Regions from separate parts of the Sus scrofa genome. Here all the other regions are linked to region 1. The links are chromatin contacts, called in public HiChIP or PLAC-seq maps. All regions are on one chromosome and are shown on one strand. The core of a region is the stretch at or near the end of the contact, and the rest is flanking DNA. Distances in the headings are between cores, read along the strand shown.

Region 1 (3,986 bases), core at 726-3,225:
TTTCTACCGAGTTGAGCTAAGTGGGTCTGTTTTGATTTGAACATCAGAGGAAATGTAGAATCAACTTTAGAAGCATTTCTGATCTTAAATTACCTGGTTTGACCTCCTTACTTTTAGAGATGAAGAAACCAAGACTCCTAGATGTCTCAGGGCTAATTAGCTAGTGGCTAAAGGCCTGAAGTTTGGCCTAGAACTTCCTCCCACCGTTATTCTCAGCTCCTCGCTAATGACTTATGTGTAAAGAGGGTGATTCCCCTTCATCTCTCATGTGCCGCATTTGTCTTACCAGCAACTTCTCCTTATTTCTTCAGTAGCAAAGCCAGGCAGTCTATTTACGGAAACATTTGTTGGCAGATTGAAAAGAATAACATGATACCCCTAATTCAAATCTTTCCCTTGTAAACATCTGGCCTCTGAGTTCAACTTTGGGAGTGTAGTCTCCTGATGAAAACATTAAGTTGAGTTTTCCTTTCAGGTCCACATGTTAACAAGGTAGCAGGATAACTTTTGTCATAGGGTCAGAGGGCTTAACTTGCAAAAAAACCTGTTAACTTTTTCCACTGCCTCCCAGGCAGCGTGTGCTCATCTTTCTGACACCCAGTTTTGTTTCAGGTTAGACTTGGAAAGGAAGAACCATGTGGAACCCACTGTGTAAGGAGTTAAGCTTGGGGCGGTGGTCAGGCCCTAAACGTATAGGACACTGGGTAGGAATAATTTGTGGGGAAATTTTCTCAGACTTGGTCCAACCTTATTATGAGTTGATTCTCTAGCTCAGTTTTTGGCGTTTGTATCATTCTCAAATATCAAAACTCCCTTTATATTTTCTAAGAATAAAGTATTGCATGTCCACTATGGGAAATGCAAAACATGTGGAAAATACAGAAAACACCAAGAATCAGCACTGTCGACACGTCAGTGTATTGCTTTCGGTTCTGCTCTGTTTTCCATTTCTGCTCATGTGTGTCTGACCGAAGAGGCCTGGCTTTGGGGTCCCTTTCAGGAGAAGCCCTCTTCCAGGCTGCTGTTAGTCCCATTCTGAATGCTGGTGACCTCTCTGTAGGTGGAGAAGCTGGGTCTCCTGGGCTTCTTCCTGGAGGCAGAATGAGAAACAGAAACTGCCCTGCAAGCCCATGGCCACTTCTCTGGGGTCCTGTTAGCTGACACTGGCACACCCTGTGCCACTCTCACAGGTCCCTGCCAGCCTTGGAGAAAGCGAAGCAGGTACTTTGATGTGGGCGGCTGCCTCTGAGCTCAGGGTCTGCTTACAGCTTTTTCTTCTTACATCACTAGCCTGCCTTTATTCTGGGAAAAAAAAGTAATTCGTAATCAAAAACGGGTGATGTGTCTACTGCTCATGTGGTGGAAATTCTCCAACTGAGCAATATACATTTTTCTTGGCAGCTGCTTCCTGTGCTTTGCTTGCTCCCTGGTCCTGGGCAGAAAGGGCCACCTGCTTCTCTCAGTGGAACACCTTCAAGTCACTTTCCATCATGAGGGTCTCATTGTCTAACTTGCCATTTCTCTGGGACATATGGGAGAAGATAAATAAATGTACTCGTTGATCTGTTCAATGTTTGGAAGAGAGTTGGTTGTTTTGACCAAAGCACAACCTTTGAAAGGAAAAGGGAAGTAAGCTTCCCCTGGTTCTTGCAGTTTCACCAGTTTCCCTGTGAAATCCACATGACAAATGTGAGTCAGTCTGACTGTGTCCATATTTCAGAAGACACTGAGGTTCAGAAATGCTGGACAACTTGCCTACGGTCAGCTAGTAAATTAATTGGGAGAACTGGGATTTGATCCAGGACTGTTGGACTCCAAAGCCCATGTTCTTGCTGCTTTTCCCACTTTTGGTCTGAACCCTGATGGTAACTGGACTAGAATAGGAAGGAAATACTTCAAAGAAAGAAAAGATGGGTTAACAGGGCCTGGCCATAGGGTAGGGATGGGGACTTCTTGAACCAGAGGAGTCAAAGTGGACATGAGCTGCACATCTGAGTGACAGGAAGGTGGGGCTGGGGAGGCAGGGCAGGGAGCAGTGTCTCAGCTCTCTGTCCAGCACCCACCAGGTACCTGGCACAGCTAGGGGTTGGGGACTCAGAACGGAGCACCCTAACTTCCCTGTTCTCATGGGGCTGACCTGGGGTAGGAGACAGAAGTAAACTGGTCAGTGTATAATGTGACAGGAGGGATGCCAGCAATGAGGAAGAATAGAGCTGGGTAGAGGGGATGGAGGGCCATGAGGTGGTTTTTTAAAGGGGGTAATTCCTGACTGTCTGGTCAGATAGCATCTGCACCTGGAGAAAATGACAGTGGGGCCTGCACTCCACACAGAAGACACCATAGATTCCAAGATACTGATGTTGGGGCATGATGACCCAGGAATGTGTTTAAAGACCGGGGAGGAGGCCGGCATGGCCAGAACAAAGAGAGCACACGAAAGGGGGTGAGAGATGAGGTTGAAGCAGGAGGTGAATGCCATGCGGGCCTGGTGAGGCTGGATTTACACTGAGGGAGATCTGAGGAGGGCTTGGAGCTTGGGCATATGGTGTGACCTGGAGGATGAAGCTGCTTATATTCCGGTTGTTACACTGAGATGAAACAGGAGACGAGGCCAGGAGGGGGCCATTGCAGTAGAAGAGAAAGTAAGACAGCCCTCACTCACGCCACAGACGCTGATCAAACACCCACCCTCCATAGGCTGGAGGCCGAACAGCCCTGCTTCCCCATGAATGGGAGCACCTGGCAGAGGAGGTATAGTGTGTGAGCTGAGGTTTAGAAGAGTGAGTAGGGGGTTGCCTTTAAGATAGATTCTGGGACAAAGAGCCAAGAGTTTGAAATAACTTTGTCATTTATGTAGCCTCTATCCAAAGATGTGCTGGCTTTATGTAGGAAGACACTTGTCCTTTTGGTTGGCGATGGCAGGATGGTGGTGGCAAGGCAGCCTGTGGGAAGAGAAGTGAGTGCTTTTACTACTGTTTAAAGATCTCCAGGGCTGTTCACCTACCAACAAAAGGAAATGTATTCTGGCTGCCTCTCCCCTCTCTGACAAGTGATGAAAAGCTAAAGTCAGGAAGAGCTGGCCTCCTAATCATGTTCTCTCAGTGTTAGATGCCCCCACTCTGGGAGGGAGGAATCTTTGTGACCTCTGACCACCCTGGAGCTCCTGGTTCCCCTCCAGAGGCAGAAGGCAGAGGCAGGGTCTGTGGGTCTTGGACCCTGTCACTTGTAGAAGCCAGCAGGCCCTGTGCGATGGAAAACTGGGCACATGGGGTCAGAACCTAGGCTGCCTCCAGGTCAAGTGCAGGTCCCTCGGCCCCTCCTCTCTTCTCCCCGAGCCTCAGCCTTCCAGGCAATGAGAACACGCAGTGACATTTCAAGGAATGTAGGGATTTATTAATGATTTATTGTGAAATGCGTGGAAATACAAAGTACACTATAAATATTTAATTATAAGAGCTACTGGGCCAAGAAGTCCACACGGTGCTGGAATACATTTGTGTGTGAGACAAAACGCTGGTCACGTGTGAGTCCCAGACGCAGTTCCTGCTGCCTGAGTGTCTGGCTTGACGGGGCAGGGGCTGTTTTGTGTAGGGCCCACTCTCGGATATCAGATAGCATTTGATTTTTTTCCTCATCACACTCTGCTTTAGCTTCATCATCTCGATGGGAAGTTGGGCCCTTAGAGAAGTGACTTTCCTAAGGCTGTGAGCTAATGAGAGAATAGCTGGGATTCAAACTTCGTTTCCCACCATGAGCTCTTTCCATTGCCTAATACTCGGCTGAGATTGCAGACTACACACACAGTGCCTTTTCTGCCAGGGCCAGAGGGCTCCTCAATTTCCACGATGAAATTTGAGGTGTTTTAGAAATGAGTCGGTGACTGAAGATGTGAGTGGTTCCTGACGTGCGCAGATGAACACATAGCTGTTCCAAGAAAGCATCCCCTTCTTCATGATAATCCGGATGAAACAAAGCTCCTCACTAGG
Region 2 (3,986 bases), core at 1,004-3,503, 250 kb before region 1:
TCCTCTGTGAAAAATACATAGCTAAAATATTATTTTCCTTCTTTCATTGATCAAAACCCTGCTGATACTTCCCTACATATCAGGTCTAATCTCTTCTGCCTTACTGTTAAGACCCTGTATAAACTGACCCCATTTTATCTTCTTACCTAATGTTAGTCCCATTCTTCACACTCACTCTATCCAGTCAAGTTCATTTCTTGGCTCCAGGTCTCTTGTCCTCAAGCTCTTTTCTGCTTCAGTGCCTTTATTTTACAGATTGGAATGTCATTTTTATCTCTCCAAACCTAAGCCATTTGTTCTATAAGACCCTACACTGATTTTCCCCTTTTCTGACTTTCCAGAGCAGTTCTAGTGTGTACTAAACCATTTAACATTTACCAATTGATTTCGCTTACGTAGGCTCAGCCCTTGATGCTGAGTGGCAGAGGCTAATTTCGCTTGCTGGTTGGAGGGTTTGAATACTTGGAAGACATACTAAAGGGAAGAAATAGCCAGGAATGATGCAATGAGTTCGAATCCAGAGAAGCAGACCAAGTAGACCTCAATTGGAGAAGCTGAGCAAGTGGCCACTTAGATGTTAGATCAAGCAGAGGGGCATGCAGTGTGGATAAGCATAGAGAAAGTGGTGGCTTCTTGTTTCTCTCACACTGAACTTATGGGATCTGGCTGGGCTGGGGACTGACCACCACTGCATACTCGCCCTGCCTTTAAGAGAGCCAAGTAGGGAGTTCTCCGAGGGTATTCTAGAGAACTTTACTTTACCACATTGTTGGTGCTACCACAAGTCCTGGTTGATTTAGACTGTTGTAATCAATTAGAAGAAGCTCAAGCTGGAAGTAACTTAGGCTAAAACCCTGTAAATTTACTTCCTCATGGAATCTCATAACCAACTGCAGGAAGCATGGCTGTAACCTGGCCTCAGGAACAACTGGGTCCTTAGACTTGGAGGCTGCCAAGAAATTTTTTATCTTCTTAATCTCCACTTCTTTCTAAATTTTGACCTTCTTTCCTGCAGGCAGCATTCTTCCACATGGTTTTAAATGTAGCTACTGAAGGTTTTCATATTTTTCAACTTCTACCACCAAAGAGAGATTCTCATATTCAGGTTGGGAGACTCCTAAAGACAGGCTCTGCTAGCTCACCTACGGTCAAATGCTCACCTCTAGACAAATGTGTGGGGGAAGATAAGACCACATAGATATTTGCCATATGGATATGGGTGGGGTGAGTAGTTCCCATGAGGAGGGGGTTCTGGGCAAACAATACCACGGATGTCCAATATAATAGAACATCGGCAACTGTGCACACGGTAATGCCCAGAACAGGCATGTCGGTCAGTATGCTGTAAATCAGGAAGGAAGAATGATGGTGTAGCACACCACCCTTCCTATTGTTAGAACAGAGTCAACAAGAGACTTGCTCCCTGAGGACTTGATAATTGTTGGACTAGCCTTCAACTCTGTATGCTGTCATTTTTTTTCTGTTACATTAACCCCAGGACCTGCGGCTCCCTTCAGACACCCAACAGCTCTGACATTTCTCTGCTCTGCCAAGACCGCTGACGATTTGCACTGTTATCTTGCTCTTTATGACTGCTAAGTCACTTCACTTCCCAGAGGGAGAATGTGAAGTCACCAACACTGCCAGGTCACTGGCAGCCTTAAGCTCTGGATGGAATGTTTCTGAGGAGAAATGTAAGAGAAGGAGCCGGATACTTCCTTTTAGCGGAAGGCTATTAGCTCATCCTGGGAAGGTCAGCTGGATGGCAGGATGGAGTATAGGAGTATTAGTATAAAATGCTTAACTCTGGCCAGATTTTCCCTAGCACTAGAGGGCACCAGAGTCAGTAAGTTCCCAGTTCATAATGCCGGTGGAGAGTCAGCTGTTAGGAAATAAAATGAGGGATAAAGCTGTGAGGTAGGGAAGATGACATGGCATGAGGACCCAGACAAGCTCAAATCCCCTTGTTGCATCTCTGCTTGCTCCATTCTGGCTTCTGCTAGTTGATCTGGGCTCCCCAGCTGCCTACCTACCACCACACCCCTGTTTCTGATAGTAGCTGCTGGGCTTTTGACCCATCACTTTTCTTCTGGTTTTATGCCTTTGCTTCTCTCTTCTGGTACATGGGTGCTCATTAGGCTCTCCAGTGGTCCTTTGAACCCAGTCTTTTTTTGTGACCTATTCTGGAGGTGGAGATGGTTCATCTAGGTGACCCTGGGCAGCCCAAGCTCCACAACCACCTGGCTCTACTAAGCTTAGTGGTACAGCTTCCAAATATACTGGTGGGGCATCTTTCTTTGCTAGGCCCCTCCAGTGCTATATAGGACTTAATCCAGTCTGTATTAACATTGCCTGTTAACTTATGATTGTGTTCCCCCGTAGCCTAAGTCGCACTCATCTCTGTATGCTCAGCATTTGGCATAGAGAAGGCTTAGCTGTAACTATACCTTTTATTTATTTATTCGACTGTACAGCATGGTGACCCAGTTACACATACATGTATACATTCTTTTCTCTCACATTACATGTTCCATCATAAGTGACTAGATAGAGTTCCCAGTGCTACACAGCAGGATCTCATTGCTAATCCATTCCAAAGGCAATAGTCTGCATCCATTAACCCAAGCTGTAACTATAAAATGATTGGGAAAATGCTCACTGTTGCCTTTGACTATGGCCTGGACCTGCCTTTCTCTGCTTGTCCTTTGGGTTCAAGATGTGGCTTATCACCACAATCTTTCCTATTCTTATTTTCTACCTGCTTTCCTTCCTTCTTCCATCAATGTGTCTGAGAGAGAGTGTAGTGTAGTGGTTAAGAATATGGATCCTAAAATCAAACTATCTTGTTTAAAATCTTGGCTTTATTACTTAGAAGCTGTGCAGCTGTTGGCAGGTGACTTTGCTTCTCTGCCTCAGTTTCTTCATCTGTCAAGTAGGAATAATAATACTACTACTATGAGAAGTGTGCTTGGAAAAGCATGTGGTACACAGCAGGTGTTCTAGAAATGTTAGCCATTGTTACTGTTCTCTACCTTCACAGCTCAACCCAGTAAAGGTGGTTTGACTTTGTTCCCTCTTGAATTCTTGGGCAAATCCCCAACCATCCTTTTCCTTGCACTCGACTTGTGTGCCTCAGTCTCATCCTCTGGTCCACCTAGCCCAATATTTACAAATATCTACCCATTTCTAATCAGCTAACACTGAGCTGTAGCCCAGGAGATATCTGGACTCATTCTTTATAAGTGTCAGCAACACCTCCTCTACTTGTGTTTCTTTCCTCAGGCCAAGTCCTGACTCAAACCTTGGCCTTTTAGGGGAGCTGTAAAAGAGTAAGGCAAAAGTTGGCAAAGTGTTTTTTTTGGGGTAGAGGGCTAAATACTAAATTTAAAAAAATTGGAGTATAGTTAATTTACAGTGTTGTGTTAGTTTCTGGTTGTACAGCAAAGTGATTCAACTATACATATACATACACACACATATATATATGTATATATACATTCTTTTATACTCCTTTACATTATGGTTTATTATAAGAGATTGACTGTAGTTCCCTGGAATATACAGGACCTTGTTGTTTATTTTATATATGGCAATTTATATCTGCTAATTCCAAACTCCTAATTTATACTCCCCCACTTTCCCCTTTGATAACCATAAGTTTTCTATGTCTGTGATGCTGTTTCTGTTTTGTAAATAAGATCATTTGTATCATATTTTAGATTACACATGTAAGTGATACCGTATGATATTTATCTTCTCTGTATGACTTATTTCACTTAGCATTATGCCCTCCAAACCCATCTTATTGCTGTAAATGGCAAAATTTTGTCCTTTTTAATGGCTGAATAATATTCCAGTAGTTATATGTGTATATATATACCACATCTTCATTATCCATTCATCTGTTGATGGACACTTAGGTTACTTGCATGTCTTGGATATTGTAAATAGTGCTGCTGTGAACACTTAGGTGCATGTATCTTTTT
Region 3 (3,986 bases), core at 923-3,422, 140 kb before region 1:
GGAGTGTGATTTGGTTCCATGCACCTCCCTAGGAGATGCACTTTTTTGCCTCACAGGAAACCCTATGGTTTCTATAAACATGGATGCGGGCCAACTCCCAGATATGTAGGACTGAGAATGGAATTTTCAGGAAAGCAAGGCATTCCTGCCCTTTGAAGCTCCTATCCTGTTTTCCACCTGTGTGCATAGTAGTGTGGGTGCTAAGCATGTCTGCTGAATGAATGCAAGATCCCTCATATGGGAAAAGTCATAAGAAAGCATTCACTTAGTCTACTGCCAGATACAATTGCAGCTTCTCGCTGGGCTAGTCTGGGGTTGAAAATGTGTTCAATTGGTTATAAATTCAACCATTAAACACCTTATCAACAAACCCTAAGCAGTGTACTCTGTCCTTGCCCTCAATGAGCTAACAAGACAACTATCTCCTAGAAGGGGTGGTCTTTTTTACTTCTTTAATGGAAACCTGCGATCAATGGAAACCTCCATTTATTTATTTATTTATTTATTAATTCATTTATGTTTTGCCCCAAAGTGGCATATGAAGGTTCCCAGGCTGGGGGTTGAATCAGAGCTACAGCTTCCAGCCTGTGCCACAGCCACAGCCACAGCCACTTGGGATCTGAATTGCCTCTGCAAACTACACCACAGCTCACGGCAACACCAGATCCTTAACCCACTGAGCAAGGCCAGGTATGGAACCCACATCCTCATGGATACTAGTCTGGTTGGTTTCTTATGAGCCACAAGGGGAACTCTGGAAACCTCCAGTTAGGAGAACATCTTTACCTTCCTCATGCATGGGTCACTCATCCCATAGACCTTGAAGCTCTCACATTAGGTCTGTGGGTCAGGGGATGGGGGAACCTAACCTTGGGCTTTGAGCTTTTTATTTCTTTAAAATGGGGCACAAAATAGCTCTGCTGGTCTGTGTGATCACAGAACAACTTTCCTCAGTCTCAGTTTCCCCATCTGCAAAAGGGAAACAGTAACAGTTTTATAGGTTTCAGATAAGGATGGAAGCAGGCCTATGAGTGGGGCCTTGTAAAATGCCCTAGCCTGTCAGTTATTAGCACTAGGGCCAAAAAACCCACCTCAAATCAGGGAATCATTTGTGGAAACTGGTAACTGCCCTTTACTGATTGGGTGATCTTGGGCAAATTACATAAACTCGCTGCACCTCAAGTTTCCTCTTTTTTACATAGAAGGACACCTTGTCTGTTGGAAAGCATGATTTAAAAGAACGCAGTGGCACCCTCAGCACCGTGTCAGGCATAAAAACAGCACTCAGTCGGTGGTTCCCTCCCCGCACCACTCAGGGACCTCATTCCTGCTTGACGACTATGTGACAGCGTTTTCCCAGACCGCTCGATGCCCCCAGCCTAGAGGCCTTCTGCCCCGCCTCCGGCCACACCCGAGGCTCCACGAAGTGCAGACTTGGAGAAACTTGCAAAGAACAAAACCACCCGTCAAGGCCCGAGCCTGCCTGCCCGCCCGCACGCGCATGCGTGCCTGAGCCACCGCTCGGAGCGGCGCCTGCTAGTTACCTTTCACCTAGTTCTGCCGGCTAGCTGCGCGGGGTAACTCGAGGGTAGACTCGGAGCCCAGAGCGCTTGCGCGCAGTTCGCTCCGCGCCGCTCCCGGGCGGCCAGAGCGTTTATTTTTTGGTGGTTTTGGTTCCCCTCTAAAATGAAGGGTGTGGGCTTCGCAGATGTGCCCTAATTTCTGGGTCTGTCGGGGCTGGGCACAGTCTCAGGACGGTGGGGCGATCCAGGCCCCCTGAGCCGTCACCCCCGCTCATCCCTCCGCCTCAGACTTCGCCTTGCTTGTCTTCCCCCTGCCCCTCTGTTGTCTTCACATTCCGCCTTTTTCCACAACTGGCCGGGATTCAGCTCTGCCCTCTCCGCATATCCTTTTACCCGAAAGGCTCTTAGGAAAGGAGCCCCGGGTTTCCGAATGGGTCACGCGCCCGCAGAAAAGCCCCATGGGCACAAAGTTAATGTTCCTGTTCATGCCAGGGAGGGTCCCGGACTTAAAGACAGGTTTGACGTGAAAAGAAGCACATTCTGGGTTTTTTTTTTTTTTTTTTTTTTTTTTTTTCACTTCGCATTGGCTACGTTGAAGATAGCGGAGGCCTCCTCGGGGTTACTATAGGGCACCGGGCGGGGCGTGCGCGGCTCTGGGGGAGGGAAGGTTTCCTCGTTCTCAGAAACCACAGTCGCAGAGACGCTTCTAATTGTCAGGCGAGGTTTTCAGTTCCCAACCACAAAACCCCTTGTTATCGGGGGTCCTTGTTATCTCCTCTCCTTTAGGGGTCCTCCCTCTCTGACATCTGACCGAATTAGGGGCCGGGAACACGATCTAGAATGGGGGAGAAAAACCACTTGTGTGCAGACAACCCTCTCCTTCTGTGTGCTGTTCCCCTCTCTTCCTTCCTCTGGTTCCTGCAATCTAGTAACGACCCTACACGAAAGAAGGCCGATTTGGGTTCTTCCAGGCTGTACCACCGACCCCAGTGATTTAGAATAAGTCCCTTTCCCTCTCCAGGATCAATATCCTCATCTGTAAGATGTAGGGGTTAGTCTGGATGATCCTTCAGGCCTTTAAACGTGAGATTTTCAATTCTATAATGTCATGTCGCCTCCATCTCAGCATGGCCAGCAGGGAATGCTGTTAAAGAGAATTACCATCAGAGTTACAAGTTTGTTCCATGATTGGACAATTTGAGGTTTTTTAGGTTTCTCTGAAAGATTGCATAACTGTCTCAAGACATTGCATTTAAGGTTAAGTATATAGGTCATTTCCCCACTGTCCTAATAGACATGAGGGCACCCACTCCGAATTATATTTCTTTGACTATGCCATTGCCCCAACACAGTGTGTAGTACAGCCAGTTTATTCTCTTAAGGAATAGAGGAAAATTTTTGACTAGCAAGGATAGGGGTCTTATGCTTTCATTTTAACATGAATAGATTTTTAAAACTCGTGAGCAGATAAATATATCACATGAGAAAAAATGTGAAGGCTGAACATAGAGAAACCATTTAGAAAAATGTTAATCTGATAAATCCTAAATGAGTCCATACATTTTAACAGATTAGTATAAAATCCTGCACTTAGTTAAAAAAATTACTAACATACTTTATAAGGAGGATGGAAATGAGGTGCTAATAAATATGGAGCTTCTTTATATTTCTATGTTATGTAATGCTTATAATGATACAATGAGTTGAGTACAAAACAATTGTTTCCATTTTTCTGAGGAAGAAACTGAACCAAAAGAGATTGAATATCTGGCCCAAGGTCACACAAGTAGCATGTGATAAAAATGAAATCTAGGGTTTCTAAGGCCAGGCCTTCTCTTTATGAGAGTGCCTTCCAATAATGGGTGTGTGTGTGTGTGTGTGTGTGTGTGTGTATTTACTTGGCACTCATGGAGGTGGGGTGTGGAGAAATGGAAAGACCAGATTTGTCTGGATGTGAGGGAGAGTATAGACATTTATTATTATTACTATTGTTACAGCTGATATTTATGTTCCATTTACTGTGTTAGCATCTTGCATGCATGAATTCATTTAATTCTTTTAATAGCCTTTTAGGGTAAATAATATTACTGTCTCTTTGCTAGCAGCTAAAGAAACTGGGCCTAAAAAAGAGAGGAGTGGTGAAGCAAGAATTCACCCTGGGACTGACTCCACAGGAGGACCTTTGTTCTAGGGGTTTATGTTGGTTAAAATCTCAGAATGAATCAGCAATGACTGTGGGTTCAAGGAGTCACAGGGACATCAGGTTGCATGACTAGAAATCCATGGTAAAAGAATGGAGGGGTCTGTTCTCTTGTGTGATGATCAGAGCCCAGCTGGAAGGCGGAGCTCAGATCTGGGCAGCATCTATGAAGATGTGGACACTTACTGTAACAGGGCAGCCAGGAGCTAGGGGCTGTCCAAGATGAAGGGCCTGTGGAGGAGTTGCATTTGGCACCTCTGACC

Evidence for each region. HiChIP or PLAC-seq counts read pairs in DNA pulled down with a chosen protein or histone mark.
Region 2: an H3K27ac HiChIP or PLAC-seq map of alveolar macrophages shows a contact between it and region 1. The contact joins two enhancer-like sites. A contact is called at or near these places in 4 of 47 Hi-C or Micro-C datasets (adipocytes, mesenteric adipose tissue, omental adipose tissue and 1 more) and 1 of 2 datasets of contacts at active chromatin or transcription factors (alveolar macrophages).
Region 3: a contact with region 1 is called in an H3K27ac HiChIP or PLAC-seq map of alveolar macrophages. The contact joins two enhancer-like sites. A contact is called at or near these places in 1 of 47 Hi-C or Micro-C datasets (embryonic fibroblasts) and 1 of 2 datasets of contacts at active chromatin or transcription factors (alveolar macrophages).

The regions. Positions count from the first base shown.
Region 1 is chr1:246,202,505-246,206,490 of Sscrofa11.1, reverse strand. The region is part of intron 8 of ABCA1 (ATP-binding cassette, sub-family A (ABC1), member 1); the gene reads left to right. Among named protein-coding and RNA genes, the nearest start is that of ABCA1, 74 kb to the left of the region's middle. Within about 2 kb of position 1,975, at least 12 of the 83 cell types and tissues checked have an H3K27ac peak or open chromatin away from gene starts, as enhancers often do. A contact at or near this core is called in alveolar macrophages, where this site is marked.
Region 2 is chr1:246,456,303-246,460,288 of Sscrofa11.1, reverse strand. No RefSeq gene overlaps it. Among named protein-coding and RNA genes, the nearest start is that of SLC44A1, 90 kb to the left of the region's middle. Within about 2 kb of position 2,253, at least 13 of the 83 cell types and tissues checked have an H3K27ac peak or open chromatin away from gene starts, as enhancers often do. A contact at or near this core is called in alveolar macrophages, where this site is marked.
Region 3 is chr1:246,345,582-246,349,567 of Sscrofa11.1, reverse strand. It overlaps LOC110256014 (a long non-coding RNA gene), which reads right to left. Exons shown (of 3, transcript XR_002337123.1): 3 at 2,106-2,667. Among named protein-coding and RNA genes, the nearest start is that of ABCA1, 69 kb to the right of the region's middle. Within about 2 kb of position 2,172, at least 71 of the 83 cell types and tissues checked have an H3K27ac peak or open chromatin away from gene starts, as enhancers often do. A contact at or near this core is called in alveolar macrophages, where this site is marked.